2 separate regions of the Triticum aestivum genome follow, and region 2 is linked to region 1. Evidence: chromatin contacts called from public Hi-C data. All regions are on one chromosome and are shown on one strand. Each heading gives the region's core, a stretch centred on a gene start, on an enhancer-like site or on the middle of the called end of the contact. The rest is flanking DNA. Distances are from core to core; before and after follow the strand shown. Region 1 holds the start of LOC123098502 (probable pectinesterase 8). Region 2 holds the start of LOC100415845 (1,2-dihydroxy-3-keto-5-methylthiopentene dioxygenase 2).

What was found. A called contact is a pair of places that touch in the nucleus more often than the background predicts.
Region 2: a Hi-C map of leaf shows a contact between it and region 1, with 6 times the contacts expected there. The contact joins the promoter of LOC100415845 here to the promoter of LOC123098502 in region 1. A contact is called at or near these places in 3 of 5 Hi-C or Micro-C datasets (all in leaf).

What each region holds. Positions count from the first base shown.
Region 1 is chr4D:447,545,211-447,548,444 of IWGSC CS RefSeq v2.1, forward strand. LOC123098502 (probable pectinesterase 8) reads right to left here and starts at 1,406. Exons shown (of 5, transcript XM_044520514.1): 1 at 958-1,406; 2 at 149-238. The coding sequence starts at 1,019.
Region 2 is chr4D:447,833,429-447,836,223 of IWGSC CS RefSeq v2.1, forward strand. It overlaps LOC100415845 (1,2-dihydroxy-3-keto-5-methylthiopentene dioxygenase 2), which reads left to right and starts at 1,536. Exons shown (of 9, transcript XM_044520516.1): 1 at 1,536-1,696. The coding sequence starts at 1,679.

The DNA of each region.
Region 1 (3,234 bases), core at 156-2,655:
CTTCTTTCCAATACAAATTCAACGGTATAATTTTTATTACATATAGCCCATATTTGGTTGGTCTAATTTACGGTCAAAGTTAAATTTTGGGATGTGTGAGCACCTTGTTCATTAGAATGGAGGAAGTACATCAGCTAGAAAGCAATACCTGCACTGGCCAATGATGACATGGTCTCCTTCCTTGACCCGGAAGAAAGGAGAAATGTGAGGAGAAATGCTGGGGTGCCTCTTCTCATACCTACAAGGCAGAGGGTTCACTTCCAAGTTAGATGCCACAGCAGGTAAGAAGAATGAGAGATAGCCCTGAAGTCCTCCAGTGTGTCACTTACCTCTGATATTTCTACAAAATGGAGACAGTTCCTGCGGACAATGACAGTCCTATTCATCTTCGCATTGTGGCATGTTCCAGCATTAATTCTGCCTCTGATAAAACAGTTCCTGTGAATGGGCACTTCCTGTCAATGTACATCCCTGAAATAAATTAAGTTAACAATCTGATTTCATTCTCCCTAGTTTTCGCCTCCAACAGCTACGCCCATCTCAGGTACACATGCTTCCGCTCTGTTTAGCGTGTTCTAATCATGAGGTCAAGATTCTATTTATGTTAAATTAACACTAAAGTATTATTTCTATCATTGGTATCATGAGCCCCTTGATCTCTCTTGAGAATACTAATCAGGCCTACCTTGATGCTATTTTCTTAAGCGATAGGCCTAATCTTCATGATTAAGTGTTGAACATGTATCGTTCATTGCCTTCTCTTCAATCCCGAGTGCTTGAAATTAGCTCCTACTGTTTTTCTGGTTATTAGTCACGGCTCGTAACAATTGAGTAGGAGGGGAATTGCAAACTGAAAACCGTACAAGTTTTCCCCAATTTAGGAACCCTAGCCATAGATTTCTCTCTAACCCCGAACCTTAAGAAAATCCCCAACAGTAGAGGGCTCGGGATGCTCACTTGCGCCGCCGCGTGCGTTGGAGCAGCCGAAAATCAAGGAAGACGACGCCCGCGTTCTCCATGCCGCGCGCGCCGCCCTCAACTTCTCATGCCGAAAATTAAGGAAGACGATGCCCGCGTTCTCCATCACCGGTCGCCCTGCGTGGGCTTGGTGCTCCTGCCCCTCGATTCACTCGAAAGGCGATGGCGAACGTGGCGACGCGCCTCAAGTTGCCGCATCGTCGTCATCTTCTTCGGAAGAGACGCGCGGGATCGAGGCGCTCGGCGCCGAACAGAAAGGATGACAGCGAGTGCAGCTTACGTGCCGTGCGTCGCCGTCATCACCTCATGGCCGCTGCGGCAACAAACACCGCCGGCAGCTTTCCTCAGCACGCCGCCGACAGTGAGGCGGAGCAGCGGTAGGCTGGGCTGCTGCTCGGACTTCGAGCGCCTTAGGGGGGCCCATTTTGTACGTGGGCTACGACCATGGTTTGCTTGTTCCCCTTTAGGTAATTTCGGCTACTGGGCCGAATAATTAACGGGCTACAGTCGCCTTTGTGGCCGAAATGAACTTTTCGGACCTTATAATTGTATTCAGTGCGTCATGAAGTTTCTAATAATATTTCTAAAAAATGAAGTTTCTAATAATGTTGTATACACTGTAAAAAATAGTAATTGTGTGCCAAAAATATAATGTGATTTTTTTATATAAATTGTGATAAAGCTTTCTAACGGGCTGCGTGGGGCGGCCGCGGAGATCGGGCGGCGCAGAGCGCAGCATGGAGCCAGCCGCGCAAGGCCCTGGTGTAACGGACGATGCTGAGGGCACTCTCGCCCGTGGAGGCTCCGGGGAGGCGGGTACTCCAACATCCTTTATAGGAATAATTCTTCGTCATGTTCTTGTCGGTGAAGAAATTGCAAATAAACTTTAAATGTTCAACTATTGGCAGATGCCACATTAATCACTGTTCCGAGCTCATCGCTTGGATAAGTATTTTCTGACACGTGTTTCTTGAATGCGAACGGCCAAACCAATTTCCACCCACAGAATGGAGAGGTAGGCCACCTCTTCATACCTTGGGTTATAAATACCCCTCTCGTCGTAGTCCTTCTTTTGACTGCTTTCGGGCTCGTATCGCTCTAGCTCTCGAGCTCTACTCTCAAACCCTAGCGCCGCAACTGATTTCTTCGTCGCCAGAGAAGGGCTTCATTGGTGCTATTTCTTCGACGTCGCTTTCCCCACATCCATCATTGACATAGCACTTCTTTGATGCCGAGTTAGGACTCAAGGGGCAAATTTGCATTTCTTCATCCACCATGAAGTGTGGTTCTGTTGGGGAACGTAGCATGCAATTTTAAAAAAATTCCTACGATCACGCAAGATCTATCTAGGAGATACATAGCAACGAGACGGGGAGAGTGTGTCCAAGTACCCTCGTAGACCGAAAGCGTTAGGTTAACGTGGTTGATGTAGTTGAGCATCTTCACGATCCAACTGATCCAAGTACCGAACGTACGGCACCTCCATGTTCAGCACACGTTCAGCTCGATGACGTCCCTTGAACTCTTGATCCAGTAGAGGGTCGAGGGAGAGTTCCGTTAGCACGACGGCGTGGTGACGGTGATGGTAATGTGATCCGCGCAGGGCTTCGCCTAAGCACTACGACGCTATGACCGGAGGAGTAAACTGTGGAGGGGGGCACCGCACATGGCTAAGAGAATAACTGTTGTGCCTTTGGGGTGCCCCCCGCCCCCGTATATAAAGGAGGGGAGGAGGAGGCGCGCCAAGGGGGGGTCCTACTAGGACTCCACTCCTAGTAGGATTCGCCCCCCTTCCTTCCAACGGAGAGGGGGAAAGGGGAAAGGGGGGAGAGGGAGAAGGAAAGGGGGGCCGCGCCCCCACCCCTTGTCCAATTCGGATTGGGCAGGGGGAGGCGCGCGCCACCTCCCGTGGCCTTCCTCCCTCTCTCCACTATGGCCCATAAAGCCCATTAACTTTCCCGGGGGTTCCGATAGCCTCCTGGTACTCCGATAAATCCCTGAACCTCTTCGGAACCATTCCGGTGTCCGTATATAACCTTCCAATATATCAATCTTTACCTCTCGACCATTTCGAGACTCCTCGTCATGTCCGTGATCTCATCCGGGACTCCGAACAAACTTCAGTCACCCAAACACACAACTCATAATACAAATCATCATCGAACGTTAAGTGTGCGGACTTTATGGGTTCGAGAACTATGTAGACATGACAGAGACACATCTCGGGTCAATAACCAATAGCGGAACCTGGATGCT
Region 2 (2,795 bases), core at 286-2,785, 290 kb after region 1:
GCTTCAAATCAAGCAACCCTAACCACAAAGCGCCGATGAAAATTATTGGGAGGGTCCCTCCTCTATCCGCCCCTGCAAACACAACAAAGCGTATAAAACGAATTGCAGATCTATACCCCTATATAATGTGCGAATAACTTTAAAAGATAGTCGTTGGATGAAGCCAATCCGACAGTGCAGAGATGGCAAATCTGAGCACTATCGGCAACTGGATGCCATCTACATTCCACCAGATTTTGTCACATGTATAATCAAGAAGACTCCATGGTTGAACTTAAGCATAATGCACAAACCTCAAAACACAAGCACTTCTCCTTTGTTGTAGAATCTTCCGTGTCATAATTGCCCAAACTTTTTTTTCTAAATGAATTGCCATTATTTGTTTTTATTTTATGCTTTACAATGCACAATTCCATGAATCTTAAAATAGATTAACTTTGAATGAGATGAACTATAATAATTAAACGAACATCTACATCATGCATATATAACTCAAAACTTACATGCTATAGTGTGGTATTTATTCATAATTTGGTTGCCAAATCTCATGCGCGCAATGCACATGTACCTTACTAGTATGCAGAGGGAGGAGATGACTGATGCGATTATTCAACACCGGGCTCAAATGAGCCCGAGTGTGAATAGTAATCCATTTTAAATAGCAAAAAAATTCCAAATTATTTTGTGGTGCAAGATGTTCATGTGCGCGATGTCCGTGCAAAATTTGGACATTCGACGAGCTTGTGACAAAAAAAATCGAATATTTGAGAAATTTTGAAAACATCATTGTTCACACCCAATTTTATCTTTTTGCTACGAGCACCTCGAATGTCCAAACACTCCAAAAAATATGGCAAACACCACACATTTGAGCATCTTGCATAAAAAATGATCAGATTCTTTTTACTTTTTCTACTATTTTATTTTATTTTTACAATTCATCGGTGTAGATAAGCCCGACACCGAATTAAATTAGTGGGAAATGACTAGAGCACGAGGCATCACCGCACCAGTACAAGTACAAGGAGGCATGCAGCATGGCGTCCATGCATGCGGCTAGATGACGTGTACCCTTTGAGCGGTTCATCCTGTCCAACGTGAAAAAAAATGTCCACGTGCATCGAACCGGACAATAGGCCAGCCCACACTGCCCATGCCATCACGTTTCATGCAGCGGGAGAATATTTTACGGGGACATGGCAAATTTCGCATCCAACCCGCCGGTAGCCGAGAATTACAACCTTGATCAGGGAAAATCCTTGCAAACCGGATATTTTGAAGAAGAATCTTGCAGACAACCTTTTCTTTTCTTGACAAAAGAACACAATGAAAATCAATCGTTGAAGATGGCTCCAAGAAGTTTACCACACACACAGACGGAAAAACCGACCAAGACCTAGAACAAGAAGCCGCGTTTCACTTTTCTTCATCGAAATAACACCCGAAATAATAAGGCCGAAAATATTGACCGCAGAGAAAAAAATACATAGCAGGGGCCTACATCGAAATTGAGCAAATCTCAGTGTCCTTATCCGCAAAAGCCCAGAGTCGCGTTAAGCCAAAGCGGTTCATAAGAAACGCACATCCACCTCCCCTGTTTCTCCAGCTTCGAGGTTTTCCAGGGAGAGGAAGGAAGGCAGAGAGAGCAGGGCGCTTGAGACTGCAAGAGGCCGCCGCCATGGAGAACGAGTTCCAGGTACGGGGATCCCTCCTTCCCAGTCCAACTTCGCGCTCCTGTTTCTGCCCTAGGATTTAGAGGGGTCGCTGCGTCTAGAAAGCGGAAGATTCCTTCGTTTCGAGGCGCGATTCGTGAAGGTTTTCCTTGATTTTGATCTGCTCAGCACGAGGGTTTGGGTAGGAATAGGCGATTGAAGCCTACGCATAGTCGAACGCAGGAAGAAGGTGGGATTGGGATTTCCTCCCTCCAGAGATTGGGGGTCAGCAGATTTTAGGATGGAGACCATACATGTTGGAGTGTACACTTTAGATTGCTAGATTAGATGTATGCAACTTCAATTAATCGGTTTTCCGGCTCAGATTTGAAACTGGGAGATTTCAGATGTGTAGCATGAGTTGCTCATCTGTCTTCCATTCCCCTGTTGGAGTATACCAGTACCCACAGATCACAGATGGACATATTGAGATGGAAAAACCTTCAGTAATGTGAACGTAAAGCTTTTAGCAAACCTGCTTTAAATAGTCATACTTTTTGTAGCATGAAATGATCATTGATGGTAATACTCCTTGTTTATTAGAGAGTTCTGCACTATCACTGTCACATACAAATCTTTCCACCCTTCTTCTGGTGATAATAGTAAGTAAGTAGAAAAGGCCTCTTCAAACTTGCTGGCACTTGGGTGCTTGATGTAGTCTCATACAACAACTGTATGAATACTGGTTTAGCCATTTCCCCTTACATCCACTTGTTGTAGAGTTGTTGTTCCAGGGGCAGGATGAAGCTTGTCAAATGTCAATCTGTCTAGTGCGTTGTAAATTACGTTGATTTTGCAACTAAGTCGGCTGCTGTTACGAGAAATTCCATTATTGCTGAGGCTGCGGCTACCACTGCATAGTCAGAAGAGAAGTTGTAAATCACATGGTCTGTAAGAATGTAGACCTGTACCACACGCCAAATCCTCTGTATCTATCTATGTGTTACCCCTCCCCCAGCCAAATGGCAAGGCTATTTTACAGGAGTAAAAATTTATGATCTGTAGACTTCTGCAGCTAGTTATGCTGAAGGAAGATCCATGTAAACCATTGTAGATGCTTAAAGCTAATTCATGTTATAATTA